Linked DNA regions of Ovis aries: region 1 is linked to region 2. The links are chromatin contacts, called in public Hi-C maps. All regions are on one chromosome and are shown on one strand. Each heading gives the region's core, a stretch centred on a gene start, on an enhancer-like site or on the middle of the called end of the contact. The rest is flanking DNA. Distances are from core to core; before and after follow the strand shown. Region 1 overlaps LOC132657585 (a long non-coding RNA gene). Region 2 overlaps LOC114117526 (a long non-coding RNA gene).

Region 1 (7,405 bases), core at 4,050-6,549, 170 kb before region 2:
ATAAACATCGAAAATAACACAATCCGCTACATCTACTGTGAATGGAAAACGAGCACCACTTGCCTTCGACAAAAGGCGATCACAAAAGTGTAAATATGAAAACATTTAAATTTATTAAATTGTGGCCAAGTAGCTTTGCCTTTTGAAGGCTTTAAGCCTAAGGCCCACTTGCTTTTTGTTCAAAAGGAGGATGGGTAAGCATTAGAAAGGCATTAAAGACATATCAGTATCGACCTGTTGTTGTTCAGTTGCCCAGTCGTGTCTGACTCTTTGTGGCCCCATGGACTGCAGCACACCAGGCCTCTCTGTTCCTCAGGGTCTCCCGAATTTTGCCCAAGTTCATGTCCCTTGCATAGGTGATGCCATCCAGCCATCTCATCCTCTGATGCCCTCTTCTCCTGCCCTCAATCTTTCCCAGGCATCAATTCTTTGGTGCTCTGCCTTCTTTATGGTCCAGCTCTCACAACCGTTACATGACCACTGGGAAGTCCATAGCCTTGACTATGTGGACCTTTGTCGACAGAGTAATGTTTCTGTGTCTAGGTCTGTCATAGCTTTCCTGCCAAGAAGCAATTGTCTTCTGATTTCATGACTGCAGTCACCACCAGCAGTGATTTTAGAGCCCAAGAAGAGGAAATCAAACTGTTCAGTTCAGTTCAATCGCTCAGAAGTGTCCGACTCTTTGCGACCCCATGAATCGCAGCACGCCAGGCCTCCCTGTCCAGCACCAACTCCTGGAGTTCACTCAAACTCACGTCCATCGAGTCGGTGATGCCATCCAGCCATCTCATCTGTTGTCCCCTTCTCCTCCTGCCCCCAATCCCTCCCAGCATCAGAGTCTTTTCCAATGAGTCAACTCTTCACATGAGGTGGCCAAAGTACTGGAGTTTCAGCTTTAGCATCATTCTTCCCAAAGAACACCCAGGACTGATCTCCTTCAGAATGGACTGGTTGGATCTCCTTGCAGTCCAAGGGACTCTCAAGTGTCCTCTCCAACACCACAGTTCAAAAGCATCAATTCTTCGGTGCTCAGCTTTCTTCACAGTCCAACTTTCACATCCATACATGACTAACGGGAAAACCATAGCCTTGACTAGACAGACCTTTGTTGGCAAAGTAATGTCTCTGCTTCTCAAATGTTATCTAGGTTGGTCATAACTTTCCTTCCAAGGAGTAAGCGTCTTTTAATTTCATGGCTGCAGTCACCATCTGCCAGTGATTTTGGAGCCCAAAACAATAAAGTCTGCCACTGTTTCCACTGTTTCCCCATCTATTTCCCATGAAATGATGGGACCGGATGCCATGATCTTCGTTTTCTGAATGTTGAGCTTTAAGCCAACTTTTTGACTCTCCTCTTTCACTTTCCTTAAGAGGCTTTTTAGTTCCTCTTCATTTTCTGCCATAAGGATGGTGTCATCTGCATATCTGAGGTTATTGATGTTTCTCCCAGCAATCTTGATTCCAGCTTGTGTTTCTTCCAGCCCAGCGTTTCTCATGATGAACTCTGCATAGAAGTTAAATAAGCAGGGTGACAATATACAGCCTTGACGTACTCCTTCTCCTATTTGGAACCAGTCTGTTGTTCCATGTCCAGTTCTAATTGTTGCTTCCTGACCTGCATACAGGTTTCTCAAGAGGCAGTTCAGGTGGTCTGGTATTCCCATCTCTCTCAGAATTTCCCACAGTTTCTTGTGATCCACACAGTCAAAGGCTTTGGCATAGTCAATAAAGCAGAAATAGATGTTTTTCTGGAACTCTCTTGCTTTTTCCATGATCCAGCGGATGTTGGCAATTTGATCTCTGGTTCTTCTGCCTTTTCTAAAATCAGCTTGGACATCTGGAAGTTCATGGTTCGCATATTGCTGAAGCCTGGCTTGGAGAATTTTGAGCATTACTTTACTAGCGTGTGAGATGAGTGCAATTGTGCAGTAGTTTGAGCATTCTTTGGCATTGTCCTCTTCCAACAACACAAGAGAAGACTCTACACATGGACATCACCAGATGGTCAATACTGAAATCAGATTGATTATATTCTTTGCAGCCAAAGATGGAGAAGCTCTATACAGTCAGCAAAAACAAGACCGGGAGTTGACTGTGGCTCAGATCATGAACTCCTTATTGCCAAATTCAGACTTAAATTGAAGAAAACAGGGAAAACCACTAGACCATTCAGGTATGACCTAAATCAAACTGTTACCTAGATGTAACAAGAACATTCAAAAGGAAATGGAGTGTTATTGGATGGAGCAGCCCTGGGCCTACTAAAATCTTCCCGTGAAGCATCACTGGTATTTGGTCTATACTTTGGGAGATTCTGATTTAGACTCACTCTGGAGGACCATGTAGAAGACTAGAAGCTTGAGAGAGTGATCATAGTGACAGCTGCGTTCTCCCAGGTGTTTGCTGTATAGTAGAGCGGCCTGGAGATGATGTCCCTGGATTACCCTATTCACATCTCGGTTCTGCCCTACCACAAAAGCACATTTGTCTCCACTTTACAGCTGAGAAAAATGAGATCCAGAGAGGTTCAGCACCTTGCTCAAGACCACCGGTGGAGGGGACAGGGAGACCCTCCCAGGCTAGCAATAAGCCTGAGGCCTGAAGGTGTACTTTTGGTCTTGGCCACTTGGTGTCACTCTTTCCAAGCTGTAGGAAGACTGCCCAGCAGAGATGGGCCAAGTACTGGGGACTCTGGGCAGAGCTACTTACAAACTAATCCTGAAGAAGGCAAAGGGCCCCTATCCTGTCCTTCTCGTGAATGTGCACAATTCCTGCCTGTTTTGTTTTTCTGAAATAAAAACTAGGTCTCACTGAGTCCACCCTGAGCCAGGAGAGGAACTCGACCGGCACCATCTCAGTCAAGTCCGCTAGCGGCGCTGCGGTGTTCCCATGCTGTGGACGAGAAAAGTGAGGCCAAGGGAGCTGAACTGATGTGCCCAGCTAATAAGTGACAGATCTGAAGCTGATTCAAGCCCCACTAGCAGTTTTGATGGTACAGAATCCCCCTGTAATGCAGGAGACCGGGGTTCGATCCCTGGGTCGGGAAGATCCCCTGGAGAAGGAAATGGCAACGCCCTCCAGTATTCTTGCCTGGAGAATCCCCTGGACGGAGGAGCCTGGCGGGCAACAGTCACGGGGTCACAAACAGCTGTACGTGACTGAGCGACACACGCCCACAGTAGGATGACTGTATCAATCTTCGCTTTTTGTGGAATGTGGCTCCATGATGTTCTTGGCAGTGACGATAATTGGACTCTTTAGGGGAGTGTACATATTCTGTTGTTGCTTTTCAATGTAGAGGTTAGTTTCCCCCTGGCTAACAAAAGGACACGGAGAGTCTACTTTTAAAGAATTTTTGAAGTTATTAATACCAAATATCCTTTGATAATTATTTTTTAAAAATCAGAAAATCCATCTGAGTAAAAATGAGATAATAAAAGTCACTGCAAATCCCCATCAGTCACCCATAGGTAAGAGCTGCAGACATTTTGGAGCATATCCTTGCGGGCATTTCTCCCTCTCGTCTAATTTAAAGGATGAAAAACTAAAAAAATATTCATAAGAAAACATATTTGCATGAAAAGTAGTTGAAAAGGTACCACAAGATTTACAGTGGATATTCCCTGTCTAATCCTTAACCCCTGTCTTCCCTGGTGGCCCAGTGATAAAGAATCCACCTGCCAATGATCCCTGGGTTGGGAAAGTTCCTTGGAGGAGGAAATGGTAACCCCCTCCAGTATTCTTGCCTGGGAAATCCCATGGACAGAGGGGCCTGGCTAAACAGCAGCAATCCTTTAGCCCTGCTCTCCAGCTCCAAATCTCCAAGAGTCTCTGTCAGGAAGTCATCCTGGCTATCGTTTCTTGGGGATCATTGCAGAGATATCCAGAGTGTAGATAAGCAAATGTGTACACGGATTCCTGTAGCTGTTTCTCTACAGAGAAGTATACTGTACCCCCTGCTCGGCGCTGGTTTTGTTTTTTACTTAATAATGTACCTTGGAGATCTTTCCAGATCAGCACTAGGAGAGCATTCTCCACACATTCCATTGTCTGAATATCATAATTTATCTAACCAGTCCCCGATGATACCATGTAGCTGATTCCAGTGTTTTGCTGCAGCAAACAATGCTGTGCTTAGTATTCCTTTCACAAGAGTCTTTCCGTGTATGCGGATCTATTTCCGTAGGGATGAATTCTTAGCCCCTGAACCGCCCAGTCATAGGGCAGGTGCATTTTTAAATTTTAACACTTACTGTCTAAATGCTTTCTGAGGTCATGCCTACCAACTGACATTCAGGGCAGTGACTGACGTGAGCCCTGGTTTCCCCACACTCCAGCCAACGCCAACTATTATCCGACCGCTCCATCTTGGCTTTGCCTATCGGGGAAAAATGTGTTCACCGTGGTTGTAATCCCCATAGTCTTCCTTTAGGTTGGGGAATTAAAAAACATATCTAAAGGCCGTTTGTGTCTCTTTTCTGGTAGTAAAGCATTCACATCCTTTGCCCACATTTCTATCGGATAATTGTCTCTTCATCTGCAAGAGCTCTTTATATACTAAGAAAATTAGGTCTTTGTCTCTCGCAGATGTTACACATGTATGTATTCTGAAATCCAGATCTGTTGCCAGAAATCCCCTTCTGCACCATGTTTTTCAGGCCTGAGGTTATTTGACAATATGTTGTGGATCCCGTTCCGTATTTTAAATGTGCCTTTGAAGCAAAATTATTTTTTAAATTTATTTTTAATTGGAAGACAATTCCTTTATAATGTTGTGCTGATTTCTGTCAACGACAATATGAATCAGCATAAGTACACATATCTCCCTTCCCTCTTGAACCTCCCACCCCCCATCACATCTCACTCCTCTAGCAAAACTATTTGAGAATTATTTTTAAATCATTCTGGGTATATTGGAAGCTCATCCCCATGGCTCTGGATCTAGGTGAACACCCGTGTCAGAGAGGAGGATTATGAAGCATCCAGTAGGCGCCATCTGTTTATGTATGTTACTTAATATAATCCTACCCACAACACTGGTGTAACATCATCCCCATTTTACAGCTGAGGAAACTGAGGTCCAGAGGGGTCATAGATTTGTTCAAGGTCTCCCTGCTGCTCTGTGGGAGAGCTGGGATCCAAACCCATGTCATTTTGTCTCCTAAGCCTTTGCTACCATCTTTCATGACTTTAAATCTCCACATTCCCGCTGAGTCTGGATGCAGATGGCCCTGGGGTCAATCTCTATTCCCCACCACCACCCCGGGCTGGAGAGCTTCCTGCAGTTTCGGTATCAAGCCACTGGGAGGCGCTAGGGACACACCCCTTGTCTAACTGGCCGCAGCCTGGAAGGGACGCGCTGTGGCAGCCTAAGGCGTTAGGCATTGCCAAATGGCCCTGGGTCTAGAACCCCTGTTGTACAGGTCACACAAAACAACCAAAGTTAGTCCTGGCTCACACACACAGGGAGTTTCTCATGCGGGAACTCATTAATACCCTGAGGTGGGAACTGACTCCATCTCTGCCTTAGAGACGGGGAAACTGAAGCCCAGAGAGGCTCGGCGGCTTGCCCAAGGCCGCGCAGCCAGCAGCCAGCAGCCCTGGGCCGGGCCGGTCCTCAAGCTCCGCACCTGTGCCCTTAGGTGCCGTGGTCTACGGACCCTCAGGAAGGCATGCATTGTGTGCGCATCAGATCCATAGGAACATTCACAAACAAATAACATCTCTCCCAGTTTTCTTTCTACGTGTTTTCATTTCCCTACTTTTGATGGACACCCGGGTACACCAGATGTTTCATTTTCATTGCAATTATACTATGAGAAGATCACCAGCCTGAAGTGCCGTAATAAATGGCAGCCGACACCCAGCCTCAACATCAGAGATGCGCTGGGGAGCGGTGGAGACTGTGGTCCCAGGTGGCTCGGCCCTGTCAGTCCTGGCCCATTGCTTCCTGGCACGTGAGCTGGCCCAATTTTGCAAGGATCGTATCCTTGCTCAGGTGTGTCCGACTCTTGGCGACCCCATGGGCTGTAGCCCTCCAGGCTCCTCTGTCCATGGGATTCTCCAGGCAAGAATACTGGAGTGTGTTGCCATGCCCTCCTCCAAGGGATCTTCCCAACTCAGGAACTGAACCCAGGTCTCCTGTATTTGCAGGCAGATTCTTCGCCGTCTGAGCCACCAGGGAAGCCCAAGCATACTGGAGTAGGTAGCCTGTCCCTTCTCCAGGGGATCTTCCCGTCCCAGGAATTGAACAGGGGTCTCCTGCGTTGCAGGCAGATTCTTTACCAGCTGAGCTGTCAGGGAAACCAGTGATCCAGATTTCTAATGTGAAATTTCCTAATTTTAAAATAGTGAAATTGAAAGTTGCTCAGTCGTTGCCGACGCTTTGCGACCCCCTGGACTATAGTCCATGGAGTTCTCCAGGCCAGAATACTGGAGTGGGTAGCCTTTCCCTTTTCCAGAATTTTAAAATAAAGACAATTAATTAAAAAATGAAAAACCCTGGGATGGCCAAAACAAAACATGTCTGAAGGCTGATTTGGCTTGAAAGCGGCCTGTCTGCAAGCTTCCTTAACGGTGCATTCAAGGTCCAGGAATAAACAGGCATCCTCTTAGCGCCCTTGGCCTCTCATGATCATTTAATTAATTCTTTTACCTATTCAGCCATACATTCATTCCCTGCATGCATTCCACCCACCCACTCATCCATCGATATCCATGCATCCATCATCCATCCTTTTATTTATTCATTTCACCCACTTACTCACCCATCCATCCATCCATCCATCCATCTATTCATCCTCCATAAGTTAATTCATTCATCCAGCCATCATTATTGTCCTAGACCCCGGCCTCATGTGCTAGACTCTGGCAAAACCCTGGGGACACAGTGAAGCCTGTGCACCCATCCTTTTCCTCTAGAAACTCATCATTTGGTTTCGTAGAAATGAGAAGTAGGAGGCCGATCATAGACAAAGATGGAACCAAGTGGTGATAAATTTAGACGCCGCCATTTTCCAGCTCGACAACCTTGGGCAAATCACTACATCTTTCAAGCCTTGGTTTCCTTCTCTGTGAAGTGAGGCTGACACAGTGACCCCTAGCTGGCTCACAGGCAGGCTGTCAAGACCAGGTTAAGCTAGGTAACGCATGTGAAGAGGGGCAGGGACACGGTGGGGTGACCCCCGTTAGGCCGTAGGGACACGTGGGGCTGCGGTGTGACATGGGGTCACCAGCCCAGTCTGGGGTCTGCAGAGGCTCTGGGGCGTGGCAGCGTGCACAGGTCCGCCAGGCCCCATGCTGCAAGAGGGCGGGCTGGGTCATTAGCCGCACAACTTCCCCGCGGTCGGCTGACACCTTCCGCCGGCCCGGAGCGCGCTGGGTTTCCCACTCTTGCTTCACTTCT
Region 2 (6,823 bases), core at 1,078-3,577:
CTTGCCACAGGTCACACAGGGACGGCACCCCGCAAACTGAGATTTGCCCTTCAGGTGTCTTCTGTCGAAGCCAGGGTGGGAGCTCACGCCCCGTGCCCCTCCTGGCCCCTCGTGGCCCTGACCCCTCTCTGGGCTGGACCAGGAGGCCCAGGAGGGTGAACGTGTGTCTGTCCAGCCGGGGCACACAGTCGACCTGCAGACTGAAACTGCAGCTTCTCCTGGAGGCTCCGAGGACGGTCTCGCCGGACCAGATTCTGACCAGTCCCCCCGCCCCGTCCTCTCTCCTAGCTCCTGAGCCATGAGGAGATTCCCAGATCCACCCTGCTCTCCCTTGCCTCTGGGCTTCCCCCTACCAGCACTCTTCCAGAAACTGCCCCAGCCTCAGCTTAAAGGGCACCTCCTCTGCCAGGAAGCGCCCAGCACTCAGGGCTCTGCGAGGGCGCCCGCGTTGCTGACCCTAGGCCATCGACTCCTCAGCCCGCGTCTGACTTCCTTCTTCTCAGGGGCAGTCAGCCCGAACTCTCTGTCCAGGCACCTCAGTTTCATCCCCACCCTTCCCTTGACCTAACTTCTGGGTGAACTTGACCATCGTTAGCTCATCTGTCAGAGGTGTAGGAAATTTAAGTCAAAATAGTAAGTGAAGGCCTCTACTCAGATCCCATGAGGGGCACTCCACCCAGAGCTCACTGCATGGTCTGAATCCTACCAACTTCTCTGACATCCCCTTTCCCCTCCCTCACTCCCCGCAGCCACCTGGCCTCCCCACCTTTCCCAGGACACTCCAAGCCCCAACCCCCCCCAGGGCCTTTGCCCTGGCTGTTACCCCTACTGCAGCCCCTCCCCCCAGGCTCTGCTCCTTCTCCTCCTTCGGACGTCTCTCCAGGTCACCTCTTCAGAGAAGCCCTCTCTGATCCATGAAGCTCCCGAACACCCCTGTGTGTTTCGGTCATGGGGCTTCTCCCCCGCTGAAATGATCTTCTCTGTTCCTGGGCTTGCTCAACTGATCTTGTCTCTTCCACCAGAATGCAGAAGGAGACCTCGCTGGGTCTCCTAGAGCCTGGTATACAGTAGGTGCTCGAGCAACAGGCATGGAATGAAGAGAAGACATCAAAGTGCTGGCCGTCCCTGCCTCGTTCCTGCACCACCCACCCCTGACCCGAGCGGCCCCCAGCCCAAAGTTCAGGGGCTGGGAACCAGGCAGCCGCACTGCCGCCGCCAGCAGGCCCCTCTGAGCCCCAGAGTCTGTCTGGTTCCCAGCCTCATAAAAACCTCCGCCCTCACCGTGCCCTTGGGCGGCACAGGGAGTGGGAGGTGGCCGTGGGGCCCAGAGGCTGACCCTAACCCAGCTCCGGAGAAGATATAGATGCCCAAGTTGGCATCCATGGAGCCGGGCGGCCAGGTGTCACTTCAGCTCCACGGCACAGCCTCAAGGGCTGCCCTGCCAGGTCAGGACCACCACAATCACCCTCCACCAGGGAGGCTGCCGAGCGCAGTGCAGCCATGTGCCGGGCCCAGGCCATGGTGTCGCCAGAGAAAGGCACAGTAGGCATTCGAACACAGCTCCAAGGGATGCCTGCGTGAGCTCCAACGGATGCCTGCGTGAGCTCCAACGGATGCCCGCGTGAGCTCCAGGGGATGCCCGCATGAGCGCCCACCTGGGCTGGTCAGTGCACAGACATGAAGTGCGCCCTAGCGATGCGCCCGATGCATCCGGCTCCAAGCAAGGATCCTGGAGGCAGAGCACTGAGCCCTCGGGCAGGGGACCCAGCCCCTCTGTGCCTCGGTTTCCCCACTGGGAAATAGACGCCACCGTCTCTCCCTCGCCAGGGTGTTGAGGAAATGAAAGGAGATCCTGCAGGGTCCAACAGAGCTGCTCAGATTCCTTGCTGCCCCACCCTGCTGCACACCCTCTGGGCCTCAGTTTCCCCATCTAGCACGTTGGGTTGTGGCGAGGGTAGAATAAAATATTTGCCCAATGCCTCGCACACACTAAGCGCCTCATAAGTGCTTGCTGTTATTTACTCCAGGCCTCTGGGGCTCACTTTCCCTGTCTGTAACTCCAGAGGGCAGTCCTGATCACCCAAGACTTCTTCTAGGTCACTGGGGCAAAGGTCCAGGGGTCCTAAAGTGGCCCTGGCAGGGGAGGGGGACCTGGGGCTGGGGGAGGGCGGCAGGGTGGCGGGATCGGGAAGCCGCCGGAGGCTGCAGTGACTCACCGGCCAGCTGGCCTCCAGGGGGCTGGGCTGTGGCCCCCCACGCACCCCTCTGGGCCCTGCCTTGCGCCCAAAAGTGCTGTGTCATGCTCTGTCATGTGGCTCCGGGTCATTAATACCCGAGTTCTGGGAAGCTTGGGCCGAGTTCCCGGAAGGGGTCAGCCAGTTCAGTAAACAGATTGGCTGGTTGGTCGTCACGGCTGAGCCGGGCGGGCCTGCAGCTCGGGAGGCAGGAGGTGGGGACTGGTGGCCAAAGGGGGCCCAGGAGCCGCCCTGATCCCTGTGCAAGGCTGGCACCTCCCAGGGCAGCGTGGCCCAGGCTCTGCCAACGCAAGGCCAACCTGAGGCTCAGAAAAGGCAAGGCACTTGCCAGAGGCCGCACAGCAGGGCCAGGGCTCCGGCTCAGGATTCTGGACTCACTGTCTAGGGCTCTCAGTGCCCCTCTGACTAACAGGCAGGAAACTCTGCATCCTCTTCGCCTCCAGATCCTGCCCCGGACTCTGGCCAGTTGGTCGGATGAAGAGACAAGCTCGTGGGAGAAGGCAGGTTGGGAAGGGAGCAGGTTTGGCTGGCTGTGAGGCTGTCCCCATGGTGGGTCCTCTAAAAGTGATAATACATATTCTAGCAGTTTGTGAGCACATGCAACGCACCGTTAGACACGAAGTGGTACTTGGGCTCCACTCTAAGTGCCTGCTGTGAATTCACTCATTTAATGTGCAGCCACGTTTGCACAATAATCACAGCCATCATCTTTAAAGCACCTACTATCCACTAGGCACTGAGCTGATCCTCATGTGGACCCCATGAGGTGGACATTATCCTCATAGAGGCCCAGAAAGACAAGCAGCTATATTACTTGGTGGAAGGAAAGTGGGCTCCAGGCTCAACTGGATCCAAGAATTCAAACCTTGACTTTGCCCCTTCCGACTGCACGACCTCATGCAAGTGCCTCCATCTCTCAGAGCCTCAGTTTACCCCTCTGACAAACGTGATGATTGTATTCAAATCACTCAGAGCCAGACCTGGCGCGAGCACGTAAGAAGCGAGGGAGGACAAGGACTGTGGGCTTGGACTGCTCTGGGCCCCAGTTCCGCTCTGCTGCTTCCTAGCTGTGTGACCTTCGGTGTGATGTTTAACCTCTCTGGGCCTCCACGTCCTCTGTACGATGGGGATTGTGGAAACACCTCCCTCATACCCCTGACAGCAGGGACGAGTGAGCTGACACCCCAGCAGCCCTCCACGCAGTGCTGGGCGTTCCACAGGCACCAACACAAGTGACTCGTTCTTGCATCTCACCTAAGATGACTCTTCTGGGATGAGGGGAAAAGGCAGCAGGTAGTGGGCAGGACAGGACACTCACAAGCACCCTTCTGTACCCGCAGGTGATTTGCACAGAGGAGGTCAGCTCCCCGTTCCTCTTCACATGCTATTTTCTCAGCCCTGGCTGTGCCCCTGGCCTCTGTTCTTTGGTTCTCACGCTGTTGTCCACCATCACTAGCCCAGCCCCCAACCCTTTCCTCCAAACTCTCCTCTCATTATCCCCACCTTCACACGTCTGCACAGTTGGGGCCCCCCGCCAGGCAGGCTCCCACTCCCCTAACCCAAGGGCCTGGTCTACATTCCCCCCATCCTCTGCCACTCAGAGTCAAAACCGCCTCCTCCAGGGAGCCCGCTCTGATCCACCCCTCGAAAGCAAACTCTCCTGGACTCTCTCTAAACCTTACTTACCCCTTTCTATCATTGCACATCAGCTATTTTCGCACATGCCACCTCAGATTTTGGCTGCTGCGAGGTGGAAAATTTGCAAGGGAGATTGGGGGGAAAAATTGTCTTGCCTCTAAAACACTTGAAGAAACTTGCTAAATAGAAATTAATAAGTCCTTTCATGAATCTACTCTAACTTCACAATTCATTATTAAATTTCTAATTTAGTACTTAATGAAAATTTTTATGGCGTTTGAAAATAATCTGCGAACGAGAATGTTCCTTGTTGGGCAAACACTCCCTGGTGTACATGGGGATTGCCAAGAACCCAGAGCCCATGGTGAAAAAATGAGCTGCTCATTGCCAAACAATTTCGGAAGTGAAATTATTAATATCATTAAAATCCTTTGGTGATTTTTCCAGCCAGGCTTTTGGCCTGGCTCCTTCCTGTATTTCCCAGCACCTCCCCCCCATAATCATACCCCCTTCCCTGATTCCCTGGTTCCACCTCTCCTTACCTCCCTCACCCTCAAAAACAGTCTGCATACCACCCCCAACACCTCCATGCCCTTGCTCACACTCCTCCACCTCCTGGAATGCCCTCTCCTCTTTTTTTTTTTTTTTGCTAGAATCTGACCCTTTTTCAGAGCCGAGTCCAAGCTCCTCCTCCCTCCCGCCCGGTGCCCTGCCTCACCCTAACCCCCTCGCTGGAGCACACCTACACTTGTGACTCCCCATCGGCAAAAGAGAGGGGATGGCTCAGCAGGTGAAGAATCTGTCTGCCATGCAGGAGATACAGGAGAGGCGGGTTCAATCCCTGGGTCGGGAAGATTCCCTGGAGAAACAAATGGCAACCCACTCCAGTATTCTTGCCTGAAAAATCCCGTGGACGGAGGAGCCTGGCAGGCTACAGCCCAATCGGTCTCCAAGAGTCGGATACGACTGACACCCAAGCACACAGAGGGGAAGAGAGGCACCAAACTCATGGCCCTCAGGCCAAGTCTGGCCTGTACATTTATAGATTGGCTCCAATATTGAATAATCAGTCCAGACGTACAGTTTCCATGAGAAACTGAAAGCCCTCACCTTGGAGACATTGGGCTGAAACTGAGTGGCGCCCATTCTTCAGATAAGCCTGTCCCTCTCACCAGCCAGTTCTCCGCCTGTGCTATTTTCCTGGCCCTGGAGGTACCTGAGTTTGTAACCCTTACCCTGGAGTGGAAGTCCTGTGGCTTCCTTCAGTCTCAGCGCCCCTTCCTGAAACATCTTTGGTAGAATCTCCAGATCTGGTTGAAATGAGGGACCCCCTGCCCACTTGACCGTGTCCTCACTCCCGGAAGAGACACCCCCATGCCTGCCATCCAGGTGCGTCCTCTGGACACTTCAGTTCTTTGAAGCAGAGTTTGGAAACCTCAGCATCACTTCGGGCCAGGTTGGGACCCATCTCGGACCTACTGAACTGGCACCCGAGAAGAGAAACTTCCTGATGCAGCCCCCCTAAAATCAGGCCCCCGCTCAGCAAGACGCACCTTTACTGACCCTTGCTTGGGCCAACAAATCCTCCTGAGTTCGCCTTCAGAACAGAACCAGAGGGACTTCTCCAGGGGCCCAGGGGTTAAGACTCCCCGCTCCCAGTGTGGGGAGGGGTGGGGTGGGTGGGGCTGGGTCTGGTCCCTGGTCAGGAACTGGATCCCGTATGCTGCAACTAAAGATCCTGCATGCGGCACAACTAAGCCCAGTGCGGTCAAATAAACAAATAAAAATAAATAAATATTTTTAAAAATTAAATCCAGAATCCAACCGCTCCTCCAGCCCCCCTCCCTCCCCCATCCCGGAATCCCTGCCCAGCCAGAGGGATCCTGTTAGACCAGTAGTTCTCAATTCAGGGCTGATTTTGGGGGCCCCAGGGTGCATTTGACAATGTCTGGAGATATTTTTTAGCTCTCAGGACTGGGTGGGAGAGGGGGTGCCCCTGACATCCAGGATGGGGAGGCCAGAGGCGCTGCTCTGAGCCCTGTGATGCACAGGACAGCTCCACAACAGAGGGTCGTTGGCCTGAGTATTGACAGGCCCAGCGTCAGAAACCTGTGATCCAACCTGAGTCGGGCCCTGCGCTCGCTCAGAACCCTCCGGGGAATCCCACTTCACTTGCAGTCAGCCTCCGCCTCCTCCTGTCGCCCACAGGGCCCTGGGTGATCCCGACCCTGACAGCTTCTCATCTCCCCCCAAACCTCCCACTGGCTCACTCAGCCAGGTCACTCTCCTTATCTTGCCCCCACCATGCGAGAATTTTCTCCCTGAGGGCTCTTGCATCTGCCTTTCCCAGCATCTGAACCCTCTGCCCCAGACATCTGCAGAGCCGGCCCCTCACTTCCCTCCAGCCTCCTGGCCTGTCAGTGGTGGCCTGAGTGACACCACAGCCCCCTACTCCCGCCCCCACCCCGCACTCGCCCGTTGTTTCGCTGTCTGACACACTCCATCTTGTTTGTTTCCTGACTATCTCCCGGGCTCAAGTATAAGCGCCAGGGAAGCAAAGAGCTCACCCATCGTTTAGTCCGTTTTGTCCGCTGTCGTCCCCCCAGTGCTTAGCCCAAAATGTTGTTTCTGTTTAGTCTCCAAGTCATCTCCAACTCTTTTGCAACACTATGGACTGTAGCCTGCCAGTCTCCTCTGTCCAAGGGGTTCTCCAGGCAAGAATCCTGGAGCAGGTTGCCATTTCCCTACTCCAGGGGATCCTTCTGACCCAGAGATCAAAGCTGCATCTCCTGCCTGGCAGGCAGATTCTTTACCCCCGAGCCACTTGAGAAGCCCTTAGCGCATAATAGATGTTCAATAAATGCTTACTGAGCGAACATATGACTCGGTATACCAGGCCCCCAGTGTGTTAGAATTCTAGAATTGCAGAG

Evidence for each region. Hi-C and Micro-C count contacts between places; a contact is called where the count stands out from the background.
Region 1: a contact with region 2 is called in a Hi-C map of liver, with 4 times the contacts expected there. The contact joins two enhancer-like sites. A contact is called at or near these places in 5 of 16 Hi-C or Micro-C datasets (blood, liver, retroperitoneal adipose tissue and 1 more).

The regions. Positions count from the first base shown.
Region 1 is chr13:78,491,010-78,498,414 of ARS-UI_Ramb_v3.0, reverse strand. LOC132657585 (a long non-coding RNA gene) reads left to right here. Exons shown (of 3, transcript XR_009595990.1): 3 at 1-233. Among named protein-coding and RNA genes, the nearest start is that of PTPN1, 42 kb to the left of the region's middle. Within about 2 kb of position 5,299, at least 12 of the 54 cell types and tissues checked have an H3K27ac peak or open chromatin away from gene starts, as enhancers often do. A contact at or near this core is called in liver, where this site is marked.
Region 2 is chr13:78,321,210-78,328,032 of ARS-UI_Ramb_v3.0, reverse strand. It overlaps LOC114117526 (a long non-coding RNA gene), which reads right to left. Exons shown (of 2, transcript XR_006055750.1): 1 at 824-6,823. Among named protein-coding and RNA genes, the nearest start is that of CEBPB, 98 kb to the right of the region's middle. Within about 2 kb of position 2,327, at least 25 of the 54 cell types and tissues checked have an H3K27ac peak or open chromatin away from gene starts, as enhancers often do. A contact at or near this core is called in liver, where this site is marked.